Linked DNA regions of Oryctolagus cuniculus: region 2 is linked to region 1. The links are chromatin contacts, called in public Hi-C maps. All regions are on one chromosome and are shown on one strand. Each heading gives the region's core, a stretch centred on a gene start, on an enhancer-like site or on the middle of the called end of the contact. The rest is flanking DNA. Distances are from core to core; before and after follow the strand shown.

Region 1 (3,227 bases), core at 324-2,823:
AATACCTGAAGTGCAAATATTGACAGTTCTCATGCAACTCCTAAATACACCAAAAAGGACTCCTTGGAACAGCAGCAAGCCCGCAAGAGGGAAACAATGGGAGGAGGGAGGAGGAGACAGAAGCAGAGCCGGCCCGGGAAGAGCCGGGAAAGGGGGTACCGTGAATGACAGGTCTGAACTGCGACTCCACACGCCACCGCCTGGACGCAAGCACTCAATACAGCCAACGCCACCACCGGGCTGGGCGACCGAGGGGCTAAGGGGCCGCCCGCTCAGCCGGACACGCACCTGTGATACTGCGCCTGCAGGAACTGGAATTCCTCCTTAATCCTGTCCAGGGACTCAGGGATAGTGAACTTGAAGGGTTGGCCTGCAGCCTGGTGCGGCGTCTGGGGGCGATCGGCGATGGGCACCGAGGGACGGGGATGCGGGCGGGCAGACGGATAAAGTCAGGAGAGGCAAGAACGGGTGGGACATAAACAAAAAAGTTAGAGACGGCAGAAAACGGAGACCCAAACTCAAGTCTGAGCTTCACTTTGGGGAGGGGGGAAACGGACCCCCCCACACACTCCCAACCCCCAGCTTCTAAAAAGGCTCGGAAGCTCTTTCGGCCTCCTGGGCAGATCTCGCCAAGTGCTCCCGGGTCAACCCGCCCGAGTAGAGAGGACTGCCTGGCGACCTGGGGGGTGCGGCGTGCGGGGACCAGACCAGAACGTCGTCGTCGTCGCCCCCTCCCCCACGGGGGCGACAATGACCCCGGGGACCGGAGGAGAAAAACAACTCCCTTAAGTCCTCCATTCCCAGAGTCGCCAGGGCCACCTCCGGACGCACCGGAACGGGGGCCGCATTGACATGTAAATAGGCGAGACGAGAAACAAAGGGGGGCCGCCAAACCCGCCTCGGGGAAAAGCGCAGGATGTGGCTGGGGAGAGAAACCCCAGCCTCCCCCAGCGCTCGCGTCCGCCCGGTCTAGACGTCAACTAGGAAGGGGCCCCAGAGGGGAAGGGGGTGGGGTGGGGTGGGGGACTTGAGTTTCAGCTCACTCGCCACCCCACGGAGGGAGGGACCAGGAGCCCCTGGCCTCGCGCCGCCGGGTGCCGGGGGTGTACGACAGCCGCCCACGACCCTACTGCACAAGACCGAGTCTCCCAAGCCCCGCGCGCCTGCCCCCACCCACCCGGCCGCGCCTCACCGGGTGCCGGCTCTGCGGGAACATTGCTCTTCTGGCGGCGGCCGCAGCTCTGTTCCCGGGCAACTCAATTCTCCGCTCAATTTCCAACTTTAATCCCGCCGAGGACAATTCAGCCGGGCAGAAGCGGGGAGCGCGCTGGCCACGCACGCAGGCGCGCTCGGCGAGACGCACCGGCCACTCGGCGCCCGCGGCTGCTGCTGCTCCCGCCGGTGCGGGCTCCCGCCCTCAGGGCCACATCTCGGGACGCCCCGGGCCCAGCTGCTCCAAGGACCTGCGCGGCGCCGCCGGCGCCGGGGGGAGAGCGCACAGCGACTGTGCTCCAACCCGCGGGCCTCAGACGCCCGGGGCGGTGAGGTGGAGACGCGGCGACTCGGGCTGCGCTCCCCTTGGGCGATCCGCGTGCGCGGCGCCCGTCGCGGGCAAACAAATCCAGGCGGGCTGCTTTCCTTCGCTCTTCTCCTGCTCGGTCTCCTCGCAGGGGCGGGCGAGGTGCAGGTGGCGCGGCGCCCCCGGCTCACCTCTCACACACACACACACACACACACAAGGAGCGGCGGCGCTCCGGGCCGACCCCCGCCGGTCCCGGCTGCGCCCCGGAGTCGGGCGCTCTTCGTGGGAGGCAGTAGGGAGCGATCTCAGAGCCGAAGCGGAGGCTCCGAGCCCGGTGGTCCGAAGCCTCAGCCCGGACCGGGCAGCAAGGGATGACGAGGCGGGGAAAGTGCGGAGGGCGCGCCGTGAGGCGGCTCGGCACGCCCCGCGCAACCGGCAATCGGTGTTCTCCGCGGTTGCACAAACCCTCCTGGCCCGACAGAGCTACTCCACGGAGGGCAGTCCCGGAGCCACCCGCTGCTCCTCCAGCCCGGGGCGCATCAGGGCGCCGCAGCCCATGCGTACTCGCCCCGCACGGCCGCTCCGGACCCTTCTTCTTCGGCCCTCTTCCTTTCCTTCCCCTCGTCTGCCTCTCCGTGAAGGGCGCTCCAGCCCGCTGCAAAGTTCCCTCACGACCCGAGGAACGACATCCACGAGACGGTGGGGAGAAGAGCAGGAGTGCGCTCCGCCGCTCGGCCTCCCGCCCCGGCGGGCAAACTCCGCCGACGAGTCCGAGTAATCCCGGCGGGGCTCGGGTCTCCGCGCGCGGGCCAGCGGAGGTCCGAGCTGAGGGCTCGGGTCTCGCCCGGCCGTGCGAGGGCAGGGGGGGTGGCGCGATCGGTTGCCTCGGGGACGTGGGCACAGGGTACCCGCCGCCGCCGCCGCCGCCGCCGCTGCTCCTACAGCCGCCGCCGCCCGCGCCTCTCGCACCGGTTACATTAACACGCGGTTTCACACTCCGGAGCTAACCAGCGCCGGCCCCGCCCAGCCCCGCGCGGGCGGGGGCCGCGAGCTCGGAGCCGGCGGGGGACGTGGGCCCGGGAGGCTGCCGGGGGAGTAGGGGGGCCCGCATCAACCAATCGCGTTCGCCGCGCCCAACGTGGGGCACTGACGCCACGCCTCCCTCGAGCCTATGGCGGCGCCGCGCCGGACTGGCCGTGCCTCCCGCTCCCCCTGCGCCCTCCCCGCTCGCTTCCATCTCCGCCGTCTCCCCCGTCTCCCCTCCCACCCCCTCCGCCCCTCCTCCGCCAGCCGCGTCCTCCCGGGCTCGGGGAGGAACTGTTCCTGGAGGAGCCGCGGGACTCCAAAAGCAGCCAATGAGAGGCGGCGCGACGCGGAGATTGGCACGAAGGATGGGAAGGTCGGTGGGAAGGAGAGCGGCGGGGCCGGGCTGTCAATCAAAGTAACGTGGGCCCGGCTGGGGAGCGCGCGGGCGCGCGCTGGCGGGAGGGACCCGTGAGCGTGCTGCGGCGGAAGCCGGGGGCTTGAGTTTGCCGAAATCCTGCCACTTGTTCACTTTGCGCTCTAGTGCGAATCTTGTGGGCTCAGTAAAAGTAACTCGGGGGCTCACGGCGTAGTCTCGCCTTGGGGGCGGGAGGGAGGGGTTTTTTTGGTCATGCGAGCAAAATGGTTTTTTGTGTGGTGGCCTCTTGTCTGATGCTGCTCC
Region 2 (3,227 bases), core at 190-2,689, 88 kb before region 1:
CACATTTAACCCTGTCCAACACAGAAGTCACAGAAACAGAGAAAAGAGGGCATCTCTCCATCCACACTGTTCCTATGAGAAGAGGAGGAGGGACACAACCTGAGCGCACCTTCAGAAAAAGGGAATGCTGTCTTCCAACTTCAACCCAAAGGAACAGAGCTGAAGTTTGTACTCTGTAGCAATGGCCCATCTTCCAAAGATTAGAAAAAACTTTAAGCATAAAATTCTACTTCCACTATTACAGAATATTGGGCTGTTTTTAAGTACAAGTCTCACTAACGAAGATGTTTGTAAATTATCTGATTTCTAAAAATTACAAAGGGGCCAGTGTCGTGGAACAGCAGGTTAAGCTACCAACTGCAAAGCCGGCATCCCATATCAGAGCACTGGTTAGATTCCCGGATGCTCTGTTTCCAATCCAGCTCTCTGCTAAAGCATCTAGGAGAGCAGAGGAAGATGGTCCAAGCACTAGGCTCCTGCACCCACATGGGAGACCTGGATAGAGTTTCTGTCCCCTGGCTTTGGCCTAGCCCAGCTCCAGCCATTGTGACCATTTGGGGAGTGAACCAGTGAATAGAAGATCTCTCTGTCTTTCCCTCTGTCTCTGACACTCTGCCTTTCAAATAAATAAATAAATCTTTAAAAAATTTTTACACAAATAACTACCCTCAAAAAGTCTTTATGCTTCAAAAAACCCTGTCACTCTGCTTTTTGGAAAAACTCTCTGGAACCCCTGTGCTTGTCAGGCGGGCAGCAGGTATGTGGCACCAAGTGCAGCAGTGGAGGTCAGGCCCTCACCACGGGTCAGGGCAGGCAGCCATGAGTCTGCTTAGGGCCAATGGTATGTGGTCTGTAAATGCTGGGTTACACCTGAGAGACAGGAACTTGTTCCTGTATCTGGGATGACCCTGAAATATGCACAACACGGTACAGGGACCATGAAAGCATTCTCGCGGCTCCTGTTCTCCTGACTACTGCCCTTATTTTTTGCAAGGTGACCCTTTCACCCTTTCCTGAAGTTAAGGTCATAAAACCCAACCAGCTGTCCCAGGGCTCCCTTAAAAACACAGACCCCGTTCAGAATGGTTTTTATGCCATGTTATCCAATGTTTACTAGGCAATGTTTATCTGAAGGATATAGGGAAATTAAAGTAGATTGCAGGGATCAGAGTCCAGGCATGGCCATACTTGGGCCCACTAAATGGGAAAATTCAGCATGATACACACCCACACAAGGAGAAATTCTGTAAGCCACCAGACAGTGTTTAAAACAAGAAATCCACCCACTTTGAAATGTAACCACTGCAACAGCAACAAATGCAAGCTTCAGGGTTATAGGAGCAGGCTGGGTGGGGGAGCCAAGTAACTAACACAGGAAACAGAAGGGGCTTCCATTTCCTCATAATGGGAATAAAACCCGGGCCTGGACAGTTATTTCCTTATTGAGTCTCCAGGGAGAAATTACCCCCATGCACCAGTTCCTGCTCACTCACCAGACAGTCGAGCTGCGAGACGGGGCTCTTGTTGCCAGGGTGGCTGATGTCCCAGACCTTGACGCAGCCCTTGCCGCCCGTGTACACGTGCCTCGTGGGGTTGCTGATCGTCACGGCGCACACCACCTCCCCGTGGTTGAGGGTGTTGATCTGGCGAGCGTGTCGGGGGATCCCAGGTCCGATGAGGGCGTCGGGGGGGAAGGGGACTGGCTGCATCTGGCCGTCTGCAGTCACATGGAAGGAGTATGCACTTTTGGAGAGGGGACAATTGGAAAGAAAACAGAAGACTCATTTATCATAAAGGAAGTGTTTAGGACCTCGGCACTGCTCTAAGGGAAACACAGAGAAAAGCAAAGTTTCCTTTTGAAATCTGTACATGGTGAAGTATTTACAATGCAATAAATTAAAAGTAAACAGAATCCACAGTGTACCAAAAGACACCTATGTTGAACTATATTTTTAGAATTTTTTTAAGATTTAAAAACCGTGCTAACCCATTCTATGAAGCACCCCTTCAAATCCCACTGTAAAACATTTAATGTGCTTCCAAATTAACATAAAATAAGTCCTTCCATGTACCTTGTATAATCGTGTGCTTTCTTAGTATAATTTAGAACAATTACTGTCAGTGCCTAAGATAGAGCTCCTAAAACGCACAAGAATTATATAAATAGTATATTTCAATGTTAACAAACAAAAGAACAGTTTTCCAAACACATCACTTTAAGGCTTGGGCTTAAAGTCCCTTTTCCATAAGCAAGAGAAAGTAAGATTCTCCCACGTCCAATAGCTTTGTGACCGGGATTTACATCCCAACAACTCCCTTGACTACCTTGGCCGTGATCCTTGGAGATTTTTCTAAGGCACTGAGCTCCCAGCTAAAACACTACTCTTCCCAGGTTCCCTTCAGCCAGGTGTTCCCAAATTCTGACCAACAGCCTAAGCTCCCGGATGGCAGTTTGAGGAAATTCTTCACTTAGAAGGGAGGGAGGAAAGGAAGGGTATGGGAACTCTGTGTACTTTCTGCTCAATTTTGCTACAAACCTAAAACTGTTCTAAAAAATAAAGTTTATTAATTAAAAAGAAAGGACATGGCCGTCCTCTTTGCTTCGTCCTTCCTTCCACCTGAACTATAAGCAACGTGACTGGAGATCCTGCAGCCCTGTTAGGCTACCAGGTTACTCTGGAAATGGAATCAAGTGCTGAAGGAGAGAACAGAAAGTGAGGAAGCAGAGAGGCCCCTGTGACATAATGGAGCTGTGATATTTTCCTCTTGTCTGCAGGGAGCCATTGTCTTTTACGAGAGAAATAAATAAATTCCCACATTATTTCAGCTATCATTTTCTTTCCCTGTTAAATACAAATGAACCTATTCCTAGTTGTATACTTCCAGTTCCACACCAAAACTCTAAAGATTATTTTTTAATTCCAATGGACTAAATTATCATTTAAACTCCAAAAGCTAATACACTGCAGGCCTTTTAAAAAGTGCACACACAAAAAAAGGCACTTTGTAAACAGAACAAAAGAGCTAAAACTCTTATTCCATATCCCATCTGACACAATAACATAACCCCCACTCTGAACACCACTACTTTTGCTTTCCTCCCTGAGACATCACTAAGAAATCTAGAAGCTCAAACCATCAACAATAAATAAAGTATGTACTGTTTCCTACTTCCCATAACCCCCCAAGATGAGTCTGGGCCCTTTCTGGAACTTGTCACCCACACC

Evidence for each region. A called contact is a pair of places that touch in the nucleus more often than the background predicts.
Region 2: a contact with region 1 is called in a Hi-C map of an unstated tissue, with 1.9 times the contacts expected there. The contact joins the enhancer-like site here to the promoter of TLE1 in region 1. A contact is called at or near these places in 2 of 6 Hi-C or Micro-C datasets (ear pinna and an unstated tissue).

The regions. Positions count from the first base shown.
Region 1 is chr1:148,539,495-148,542,721 of mOryCun1.1, reverse strand. TLE1 (TLE family member 1, transcriptional corepressor) reads right to left here and starts at 1,573. Exons shown (of 18, transcript XM_070050403.1): 1 at 1,193-1,573; 2 at 289-389. The coding sequence starts at 1,216. LOC100355171 reads left to right here and starts at 2,644. Exons shown (of 4, transcript XM_070050415.1): 1 at 2,644-2,921. The coding sequence starts at 2,694.
Region 2 is chr1:148,627,108-148,630,334 of mOryCun1.1, reverse strand. TLE1 (TLE family member 1, transcriptional corepressor) reads right to left here. Exons shown (of 18, transcript XM_070050403.1): 13 at 1,494-1,743. Among named protein-coding and RNA genes, the nearest start is that of TLE1, 88 kb to the right of the region's middle. Within about 2 kb of position 1,439, at least 2 of the 8 cell types and tissues checked have an H3K27ac peak or open chromatin away from gene starts, as enhancers often do.